Regions from separate parts of the Rattus norvegicus genome. Here region 2 is linked to region 1. A link is a contact called in public Hi-C data. All regions are on one chromosome and are shown on one strand. The core of a region is the stretch at or near the end of the contact, and the rest is flanking DNA. Distances in the headings are between cores, read along the strand shown.

Evidence for each region. A called contact is a pair of places that touch in the nucleus more often than the background predicts.
Region 2: a contact with region 1 is called in a Hi-C map of the A7r5 cell line, with 3 times the contacts expected there. The contact joins two enhancer-like sites. A contact is called at or near these places in 2 of 12 Hi-C or Micro-C datasets (the A7r5 cell line and kidney).

What each region holds. Positions count from the first base shown.
Region 1 is chr17:53,025,245-53,027,845 of GRCr8, forward strand. No RefSeq gene overlaps it. Among named protein-coding and RNA genes, the nearest start is that of Inhba, 780 kb to the right of the region's middle. Within about 2 kb of position 1,302, at least 10 of the 93 cell types and tissues checked have an H3K27ac peak or open chromatin away from gene starts, as enhancers often do. A contact at or near this core is called in the A7r5 cell line, where this site is marked.
Region 2 is chr17:53,486,900-53,489,500 of GRCr8, forward strand. All of the region lies in intron 1 of LOC120097752 (a long non-coding RNA gene), which reads right to left. Among named protein-coding and RNA genes, the nearest start is that of Inhba, 320 kb to the right of the region's middle. Within about 2 kb of position 1,277, at least 3 of the 93 cell types and tissues checked have an H3K27ac peak or open chromatin away from gene starts, as enhancers often do. A contact at or near this core is called in the A7r5 cell line, where this site is marked.

The sequences.
Region 1 (2,601 bases), core at 52-2,551:
GAGGAGGGGAGAGGCAGAGCATGTTAAATGTCTCATTAGGCCTTCTGTCTGATTCTCATTAGATTCGCTGACTGCTTCTCATTAGGCCCATTGCCTCGACTTCTTTCAGGCCCTGAATATGTAGGCCAGTGCTTATTGTCATGGTTGGTCGAGAAGATCTATTTCATTTCTTCATAAATTGAATGTGGCTTCTGAAAGGTCCCAGGCAGTTTCTTTTGGCAATGTTGAGGCAGGCTTATTGTTATTTGTTATTTTTCGAGTAATCCTAGACAGGGTGGGCAGAAGAAATAACTTAAAAGACCCAGCAGAAAACTTCAAACACTGCTTCAGAATTAGGGCACTGGGGAATCATTGTCACAGCCAAAAGGCCAGCCTCCTATGTGGACATTTGCAACAGGACATCATGAACAAAGTCACCAATACCACAGTGTTCAGAAAGTACACAACATGGGAAGAAGGAAAACATATGGAAAGAGGAGGGCCAGGACATTGCTAAGTTGCAAATCCCATTCTCCTGACCATTTCAGAGCATGCACAGTGTTGAAAAAAAGAAGCAAATAATAGCATTAATAAAGTGCTGTGTTATTTAATATGCCATAAAATAATTTATATATGCATTAGCATATTGTAAAGACATCACTTACATATCAGTATTCATCACAGAAGAACACGTGGATGCTGGAGAAATCTCCCCTGGGATAGCAGGTGGTTAACAGAACTTAGAATTGATGACATGCTGATAATGATATAGTGGACGTCACTTTGGAGTCTCATGGGAGAGACATGTGTCCAGTAATGCAGAAAAGAGTAAAGAGCCTTTCCCAGGAGTGTAAAAGAAATCAGCTGTTATGTGTTTTCTCTACTTTTGATTTCCTTCTTAATGCTGGCCTCCTACTTTGGGTGAACACGGTCTGTACCCAACCTTCACTCTGACAGCCATTTGATGCCCCAAATCAGAGATTGTTTTCTCTCAAGCTGTCTTCCCCCAGACCTGGAAGGCTGAAGGTAGAACTTTAATAACCCTTGGAAAGCAGGTGTTTTTCTTTCAACTAAGTGTCTGACGTGTGTTTAATATGGCTCTACACAAGAAAGTCAAACCGCTCAAAAGAATATCTTTGTAAAAATAGACATCAACACAAGGTTTGAACTTTTTTCTCTTCCATCCCTCCACCCAGAGGCAAGAGAAAAGATGTCTCCATATATGGCCTTCTCCTCTATCAGGAAGCAGGGCAAGTCCTCCCCAAGGAGGAAGGACCATGACTCACTAACAAGGCCAGGGTGGGGTCCCTGTCAGACACATTCCAGCTGCTGCATAAGCTGGAAAGGCATGGTCACTTCTTTGTGGCTTTTGTTCAAGTATGCAGTGTCCTACTCAGAAGATGGCACTGGAGTCATGTGTGTTGTGTGCCTTTGGAAGAATGTTTTTCCTAGCATACAACTATACGAACTCAGTCATGTCTTTCTGTGTGCTGCCTTTGTGCTGGGCTTGATATTCAGCCTTTAAAGGGACAGCATGGACAGGAGAGACTAGCACCTATTGTTAGGAAAGGGCATGGTTGTTCCAAAGATGTTTGTATAGACCCACCCCTACCCACCATACTGACTTCTAAGAAAGCTCCAGCATAATTTTTTTTGGAGGACTAGACCTTTGAACATGCCAGGATATTTGTACAGTAGATTGCAATGTTCATTCACAATATTCACAGACAAAACCTGTTTGCCTTTCAAGCGGTTCCATGAATGTACTATGTTTGTTAAGTGCTGGTAAGAGGACAGGCCTTTGTGCATTCATGTTTGAAAGAAGTGTGCTCATTGGTGCCTCTGAGCCATGGCTGTGAGGATGAAATAAAAATTTGGCTCCAAAGCCTTTAGCAGAAAACCCAGCTCAGAGGCAGACTAGAACAATAGGCTGAAAATGATCTTGGGCTTTCAAGTACTTTATCCTATCCAAACTTTCAGGGTAAGAACCTGATCTCCCAGAAAGTATTTCCTTTATTGCCAACCATAGAGAATCACTGAGAAACTAATTAAAGAATTAGAATCTCATTCCCTCTTCAGTTAGCTGACCCTCGGCCAGAGGCTAGATTCCAAACAAAGACAGTCTGAGCCAACAAGATATAGAATGAGACTCATCAGCGTACACAGGCTGTATGCTCTTGGTCTCCTCTTTCAAAGAGTTACCTAAGTGCAAACTACCTTTTTTTTGTACAATGGAGAACCATCAGAAATAATCGAGTTGGAAGTTCCGGAAAGTCACTCATTTATTGGACTCGACTTTCTACCCTTCCCTCGAATTCCAGGAGCCAGGTCAAGACAGTGAGTTCTCATGGAAAATTAAGTACATTCGCAAAGGTGCTTAGAGAAATATGCTTGTTTCAGGTTTCAGACTCTCAAGAGGATAGTAGTCATTGATTTCTAGCCTTAAAGCAATGATAAAGACTTCCAGATATGAATGGGCTTCTATGGAACCCAGCCAGTCTGCCTGAAAGACTCCCGCTATAAAATATTTGGTTTCTTCTGGACACCCACCCTCTTCTCCCTGTACTTCTCCCTCACTTTTTGAGGTCGCCTCACTTGGCAGCCACCCTGATGATAACACAG
Region 2 (2,601 bases), core at 27-2,526, 460 kb after region 1:
CTGTGGCTTTACACTGAAACTTTCTTGTGAAACAGGATTTGGGCTGTGCTCCAGTATATGCAAGTATTTATTATTAGATCTCGTAATCATAATCACTGTAAACATTAATGCACTTTAACAATCTGGCAGCTGGTACCTTAAATCCCCAGCAATCTTAGTTAAATCCCAAAGAAAACTTTTAACAGTTGTTTGGGGGCATTGGGGATAGCATTTACAAGCAGGGGAAGACCAGTTTTCCAATTCTCAAACAGTTCTGATCGATGGCTCAGGAATTAACTACTATTTTGGATCCCTAGCCTTTGGACCATTGCATCATATGAAAACTCAAAGAAGATTTAATTGGAACACCTATAATCCAAATGCCTCTTGGCATCAGTTTTTGACGAATGGCCATAACCTAGATAAGAAGCAAGTGATTGCACTAGTTATGGCCTGTTTGATTTAGTGCAGGGTTGTCAAACTCAAAGGCCATTTGAGTTTCAGGGATTCATAACACTGGGTCTTATTCACACCTTTGCTCTTAGAGAGTCTGTATTTAGTGTAATGAAGTTATTATTGACAGAGAAGAAGAAGAGAGATTGAGAGAGGGAGAGGTTTTAAAAGAGGGATAGATTTAGAAATAAGGAAGAAAAGAAGGAGAAAGGGTAGGAAGAGTGAAGGAAAGGAGGGAGAAGAATGGAGAGGAGGGAAAGGAAATCTTTTCTTGAACTTTAACAAATTAGGATACTTAAAGAGAAATGATTTAGAAACCCATGGATTAAGGTGTCTTCGTCAGATGTGTAGATTCAAAAACTAGTGGGGACGTGTGCTTAATTTGCCTGGAAGAATCTATGCTTTATTTGCCTCATCAGTTTCCCTCAGACCTTTAAGCACAATGCATAGGAGGAGTATACTTCAAAGGCAGGCAGGGATATGCAGGAACCCCTTTTCTGCTCCCATAACCCCCAGAGATGCTCCATAGAACAATTAACCATCACCTGCACATGCCTTCCTTCATCTCTGAGTAGTAGGGTTCTCAGAGGCAAGGATTCTCAGAACTTTTACTCCTCTACTGTGTAATAAGCACCACTGGATCCCTAGCATGTAATGCAATACATTACGTCTATTACATATAGATCTACTATATATTAGAAGAACAAAAATTCTATTTTTGGATGACTGCCGATAGGGTTATGAAGAAGAACGTAAGCATACTTCCTCTTCTCCCATCCCCTTTCTCTCTGTCCTGTGCTCAAACTGCAGACATAACACACGCAGGCTGTAGGTGGCCAGAGCTGCTGACTCATCAGAGCCATACCACAGGCTTTCCAAACGTTCAGCTAACCACACTCAAATTGTATTCTGACAGTGAGTTTCACTATGTTATTGGTTGTCAACACTCTGAAACTGTATTTTCTTCCCCAAAGTTTAGATTTGGTAAAACATGGACCATGGTTTCCCAAAATCACCACCTCCCACAGTCTAAACAATGTATATTTTAGGGGAAATTTTATCCATGTGCCCTTCAGCTCATTCACAAAGGTTTTCTTTTAGTAGGGGCTGTTGTGAGGTTTTTTTATGTAATTTTTTTTTTACTTAAGTATCAAGTTGCATTTTCCCTGTGGTGTCCAGGGCAGGCAAGCTTTGTTCTGATATTAGGGAGCCCTATGTTACAGGCACCTGCTTCCCAGGTGAGGCATTGATATTTATCAGCCTGTGATATGACTCCCTTCTCTGGTGGTCTGAATGAAAATGATGGCCCCAGCACAGATTCATGTGCTTGAATACCCTATTAGCAGAAATGTTTGAGAAAGATTAGGGAATGTGTGGTCTTGTTGGAGGAGATGTGTCACTGGGAAAGCTTTGAGGTTTCCATACTGCCTTTCCCAGCTACGTATGTGGATCAGATGTACGTTTTCAGGTACTACTCCAGTGCTGAGCTCGTCTGCTGCTGTCATGCCCCTTGTAGTGTTCATGGATTGACGATCTGAAACTGTAACTTTCCCTCCAATAAACTCTTCAGAAGTTGCTTTGGTTATGAAGTTTTGTCAGAGCAAGTGGAAAGCAGCTAAGACATCCCCCTCCCTTCTTGCTGCAGATTAGTTTCAGCATTGGCACATGGTCTCCTGCTCAGGGTTGTAATGCACAGGATTCTAGCAATCTTCTCATCACTCTTAATCTGTAAACAGGTGTGACTGCACACTGTCTAGGAGAGTAGGGGCACTTGTTGAATCATCAGGAAACTTTGAAGATAATTCCATATTCTTTCGGGGTTTTGTTTTGCAATACTGAGAAAATATGAGACCTTTCGTATATGGATGTGTGCTCTTCTATTACTATTATTATTTTTTTAAAAATGTGTTCCCAGGCTGGCTTTCAATTCTCTTGATATTCAAACTGGCCTTGCATTTTTAATCCTCCTACTTCAGAATCCTTAAAAACTGAGATTGCAAGACTATGCTACCATGACAGCCCAATAAAATACTGGATTTCATAATTTTAAATAATTTATTTTTTATCTATGTTTATATGTCTGTGCACAATGTCACTCCAGAAAAGGGTACGAGATCTCCTTGTAGTGGAGTAGTGACCTTTCGTGTGGATCCTGGGAATTGAATCCTA